Linked DNA regions of Mus musculus: region 2 is linked to region 1. A link is a contact called in public HiChIP or PLAC-seq data. All regions are on one chromosome and are shown on one strand. Each heading gives the region's core, a stretch centred on a gene start, on an enhancer-like site or on the middle of the called end of the contact. The rest is flanking DNA. Distances are from core to core; before and after follow the strand shown. Region 1 overlaps Slc39a11 (solute carrier family 39 (metal ion transporter), member 11). Region 2 overlaps Slc39a11 (solute carrier family 39 (metal ion transporter), member 11).

What was found. HiChIP or PLAC-seq counts read pairs in DNA pulled down with a chosen protein or histone mark.
Region 2: a contact with region 1 is called in a FOXA1 HiChIP or PLAC-seq map of pancreatic cancer cells. The contact joins two enhancer-like sites. A contact is called at or near these places in 6 of 484 Hi-C or Micro-C datasets (the N1E-115 cell line, cerebellar granule neurons, cerebellum and 3 more), 4 of 115 datasets of contacts at active chromatin or transcription factors (the NIH/3T3 cell line, embryonic basal ganglia, kidney and 1 more) and 2 of 9 other capture datasets (embryonic stem cells and embryonic tail).

The regions. Positions count from the first base shown.
Region 1 is chr11:113,291,203-113,293,902 of GRCm38.p6, forward strand. The region is part of intron 7 of Slc39a11 (solute carrier family 39 (metal ion transporter), member 11); the gene reads right to left. Among named protein-coding and RNA genes, the nearest start is that of Gm51927, 16 kb to the right of the region's middle. Within about 2 kb of position 1,284, at least 102 of the 459 cell types and tissues checked have an H3K27ac peak or open chromatin away from gene starts, as enhancers often do. A contact at or near this core is called in the NIH/3T3 cell line and pancreatic cancer cells, where this site is marked.
Region 2 is chr11:113,536,404-113,539,103 of GRCm38.p6, forward strand. All of the region lies in intron 3 of Slc39a11 (solute carrier family 39 (metal ion transporter), member 11), which reads right to left. Among named protein-coding and RNA genes, the nearest start is that of Slc39a11, 28 kb to the right of the region's middle. Within about 2 kb of position 1,433, at least 79 of the 459 cell types and tissues checked have an H3K27ac peak or open chromatin away from gene starts, as enhancers often do. A contact at or near this core is called in the NIH/3T3 cell line and pancreatic cancer cells, where this site is marked.

The sequences.
Region 1 (2,700 bases), core at 34-2,533:
AGGCTGGGCTCCGTGAGCCCCTCTTTGCCTGCCTTCCTTCTGGAAACCTGGCTCTCACCCTATGTGGTATACCAGGAGCTCATGGGAACAGCTGAGGCCGCCCCCCTCCCCCCGACCCTGACGTGCTATGCACCACGTCAGGGCTAGAGCCTGGATTTGGGGACTTGGAGAAGGACAGGGTAGCCCCTCCCCCTCCCCCACATTCACACTGTAGTCTCTTCCAATATGGATATACCTTCTTTACAGCCTCATTTATCTGTAGGCAGGCGGGGGTCTCATTTATTCCAGCATGGCCTCAGGCTTATCTGAGGTTCAGGAAGACCTTGCATGTGCCACCATGACCAGTTGGTGACATGCTGGGAATCGAACCCAAGGCTTGGAGCAGGCTGCATTAGGGCTCTACCGACTGAGCCATATTCACGGCCACATCTTGTTGGGTTACGGTGTTGTATTGTTTCTTAAAATCACCCTTGCCGGTGTGCTGGCACAAGCCTGTGACTTCAGCACTCTTGAGCGATAGAGACAAGAGTGTCTCGGGTTTGGAGCCAGGCAGGGCTGCACAGTGAAGTCCTATCACAAAGAGGTTGAGGAGACATCGGAGCTAGGCAGAGCGCCGGCCTAGCACCACAACCCAAAGCCTTCTTAGGAGTGCGCCCATCTTCACAGGCAGGATGTGGGCCTCACTCCCCAGAGGCCAGGCCTTCTTAGTCTCCTTGAGGACAACAAGATCCAGCTAAGGCAGCCCGGCTGCCAGAACTGCCTGCAAAGTCTCCACTGGGAAGTCCCAAGCACAGCTGTGTGGCCCGGGCTGGCTACCAGGGCTAAGGGTTTTGTGGGAAATATTCTGAGAAGATTTGGGGCTGGATGGGGGTGGAGTCAGGGGCTCCCTGGTCACGTGGGTCCAGAGTGCCCTTTGCCCCCCAGACCTGGGCTGCAGATACTAGTTGGGATTTGAACACAGGTTTGTGGGTTGAGGTGTTCAGAACTTAGTCCTGCTGACCCCTATTGACTGAAAACTCCAGCTGCAGCCTTGGTTCTTCTGAGCGCCTGTCCAGGCCTGAGGGACCTCTGTCTCCCCTCCCGCAGGCCCGTGGTCATGGCTGCCAAAGCAGGCAGCAGGCCGTGCAGATGGTCTGGGCAAGGGTCTCCACAGGGCTCTGGGTTCTGGGTGGAATTAAAAGCCAATAACCTCTCGGTAGGAATCAGGATGATGAAAGGAACTTCGTCCTTTAAGGACAGACAGGAGGCAAGTGACTGAAGTTGCAAAGAATGCTGTGGTTGAACTTTTTTTTTTTTCTTTCTTCTGTTATTTGTTTTCTGGCACAATCTGTCTCTGTGACTGGGCTGAGGGCTGTGTCCCTGCGACAAAGGCCTCTTTCTTATGACAATTTAATAGCTCCAACACGGGACAGCCCTGACTCTCCCATGGGCCCCACTCTGAAGGTTGCTGAAGGAGGTAGAACACCGGCTGCTTTGCTGCCGTCTGGTTCAAACTGAACTGAGGGAGATCTGGAGGAGAAGGACTGGCCTCCCAAATTTTAACCTCCTCCTCCTCTTCCTCCTCCTTCTCCTCCTCCTCCTCCTCCTCTTCCTCCTCCTCCTCTTCCTCCTCCTCTTCTTCCTCCTCCACCTCCTCTTCCTCCTCCTCCTCCTCCTCCTTCTCCTCCTCCTCCTCCTCTTCCTCCTCCTCCTCCTCCACCTCCTCCTCCTCCTCCTCCTCCTTCTCCTCCTCCTCCTCCTCCTCCTCCTCCTAGCAAAACTGCCAAAGGTCAAGGGGAGCTGATGCGTGGCCGTGGATGGGACATGGATTACGACGTGAATTCCAGGCTCTGTAGTAGGAAGTGGTTTAGAAAGCTAAGCAAGGACCAGGTCAGGGAGGCCTGAGCTGCTGCCTGGGCAGACTCTCCCCGTGAGTTCCTTGGGGCTATTGGAGCAGAGACTTCTCAGGGTTCCTGTGGCCAAAAGTCCATAGTCAAGGTGTCAGCGGGGCCAGGCTCTTCGGTAGCTCTAGGGAGGATCCTTCCTGCCTGTTCCAGCTCCGGGTGGCACCTGAACATTCCGGGAAGGCTTTTATTTGTATCTGTATCAGCTCAAACTCTGTCACACTGTCACAGGGGTGTCTTCCCCCCAGTGTGCCTGTATCGCTACAAACCCCCATTGTGTCTCTCTAACCTCCTCAATCCTCCCCACCCCGCTTATCTCATAAGCATTCCCAGTCATAGAGGACTTGGGACCCATTCTAGTCCAATAAGTCCAATAACTGAATGAGGCAGGGCCCACTGCCATGGAAGAACCTCCGCAGCGCTGGCAGTTAAGACATCACCCCCACCCCCAATCACCTCCATTCTGGAACTTTCTAGGACAAGTGACCCCTGCTCTGTATCTCTGTCTTTCTCAGTGACCTTGCCCATCTGTCCACCTCTCCCACTAGGTGGGTCCAGGCAAGCAGTTCACGACTTAGGTGCCACCAGATCATCTTGGTCCCACCTCTCTGGGGTGTCCCTTCCCTTGCTCCCACTCCCTTCCTCCCTTTCTCTATCCTTCCCTTCCTCCTTTCACCTCCTCTTCCTCCCTCTGTTCTGTATATTCTTCCTTACCCACCACTCAGGGGAGCCATTAAGGGCTATGGTTCTCACCATAGCGGCAAGCACCTATAGACACACTCAAAGCCTTCCTCAACATTAGCATCTGCTTCCTGTA
Region 2 (2,700 bases), core at 183-2,682, 250 kb after region 1:
TCACTTGGGGAAGTGTATACAGGTGTGTACGATTGTCACACACCATTGCCACACTGGAGCGTCCTCTGAGAGGCAGATGTGTACAGAGATCTGGCCTCCACTCCCTAACCTCCCCAAATCCTTAGCCTGGTGTGTGTCACCATCAGTCCCTGGACCTGAAGCCACTCACACCCACCAGTCTGTAAGCGTCGAGAGGTCACCCCAACATGCTCAGTGACACGCCTCTGGGTTCTTCATCCCTTTCCTGGCAGGAAGTCCCCAGCCACCTGACATAATGTCACAGCACATGGACAACAGCTAGCTGGAGGGGGGTCGGAAGCGAGGCGCTGCAGAGAAAAGCACCTGCACAGACACTGTGGTTCTGTCACCAAGGGCCTGGAGGGTGACGGTCCGGATGCACTCAGGGTCTGTGCGCTCAAATCTCTCTCAAGGATACAGTCAGCCTCAGAAAATCTAAAGGCTTTTCTGCATTCAAGTGGCCTCTGAGCTGCTTGATTTGAGTCTGTGGCTGCAGAGGAAAGGAAAAGGCTGGCAGCAGAAAAATTCCAGTCTAGAACAATGTCTTTGGTGACTCACAAAGAAACAACTTTGACGTTTCCTGTGCGTTCGTGCGTGTGTGTATGTGTGTGTGTCTGTATATGGGTATACATATGCCACACCCCACTTATAGAAGTGAAAGGACATTCCAAAGTGTTAAGTCTTCACTTTCTTCCTCATTTAACACAGGGCTTCTTTACAGTTCACTGCTGAGTGTGACAGGTGAGCGGCCCACATGCTCTTGGGGAGTCTCCTGTCTCCATGTCTCCTTCATCATAAAAGTACTGGTATTACACGTGTGTGCTAGCATGGCAGGCTTTATGTGTTTCTGGGGATGTGAACTGGTCTTCATGGTTGGGTGGCAAAGGCCTCACTCACTCAGCCATCTCCCCTGCCCAGTTGTCAACGCCGTGGGGCTTCACTTCCAGTCAAGTAGTGCGGCCCTTGCCAAAGGCTGGGGCGGACTGGGCTTGAACTGACGTGTGTATTGCTAAATACAGTTTCTCAAGGGAAACGGATGGCCCAGGAGTTTCTTGTTTGTGTTTGGTCTTGGTGGGTGGGATCACTTTTAAAATGGAAGTGATAGAAACCGTCCATGTTTGAAGGATAAAATGTGACTTTTTACAGTGGTTCTCAACCTTCCTGATGCTGTGACCCTTTAATATAGTTCCTCATGTTCTGGTGACCCCAACCATAAAGTTATTTTTGTGACTACTTCATGACTGTAATCTTGCCATTCTCATAAATTGTGATATAAACATCTGATACACAAGATAAACAACACATGACCCCTGTGAAAGACCCATTCAAACCCCAGAGAGGTGGAGACCCACGGGGTTGAGGACTGCCATTTCTGAGTAGGTTTAAACTCAAGACCTTGTGATCACAGTAGCACATATACTTGCCACCGCCAGAGTCACATGGCCTACTGATTGTCACTCCCTGTCTTCTCATGCCACAGTCAGTGACTCATTGTCCTTCTGTCAACTCGCTTGCCGTTTGTGGTATTTTAAGTGGATGAAATCATAATGTTTGCTTTCTTCTTTATATTTATGTGTTTAGTTTACGTGTATATGTGTGGTCCGGCACCACCTAAGTGTAGGTGGCTGCTGAGGCCAGAGAGAGCATCTGATCCCCTGGAACTAGTTACCGATGCTTGTGAGCCACCATGTGAGTGCTGGGAACTGAATCCAGGTCCCCTGGAAGATCAGCTGGTGCTCCTAACCACTGAGCCTTCATTCTAGCTCAGATCCATTTTCTTCTACATTTGTCTCCCTTCGTTGTTATTGAGAGATCCAATCACTCTATATGCTCAAGTACCTTATTGTTTTTATTTATGCATGGCTTTACATGGCTAGGCCTCAATTTGTGCTTCTACTCAGTTGCAATAAGACCTTTAGGCTGATTTTAATAGAGGGCAATACAAATAAAGTCGCAATTAATATTCCTATTCAGTTTCTTAAAAGAAATAGCTGTATTGGACCTGGGGGTGCTATAAGTTATATCCATTTGTAAATCTTTGGAAGGAAGTGTGCACTGTTCCTACGGAAGGAAGCCAACTCATGAGAACATGGTGTACACCTATGCTTGGCATATGGGTTCTAGAGTCCACCCTGAAATGGTCCCTGTGCAATAGGCTTGAGTCACCACTGTAATCCCCAAGTGCCTGGCAAGGTCTGGGCCCAGAGCTGAGAGCCAAGCTCTCATGAAATACTTGAATACCAGCAAGACTAGAGCCAAAGGGGCCTTCCAGCACCTAACCAACTGCCATAGATCATCACTGATGAAATTCCAGGAAATACGTTTCTTAAAGCAAACACCGTCACCCAGGACATATCTGGGCTTCAAACATCCAGTCTGATGTAACACTGACTCCCACTGCACTGTGGAAGCAGAGCTGAAAAGCAATTGGCCCCTCAGCCTGGTCTCGTTTTAAATCTAAGCTCTAAGTACAATTCAACTGCTTACAAGCAGGTCCCATGTGCAATGCCCACCTGAACTGGAGCTCCCAGGAGCTTTGGCCTTAGCGACTCCCTAAGGGAGATCACAACGTCAAATGATACTTAGTGGTGTGAGTTAACATGTTCGTGTGTGTGTGTGTGAGTGTGTGTGTGTGTGTGTGTGTGTGTGTGTGTGTGTAGGCCAGAGGTCAACACGGGGTGA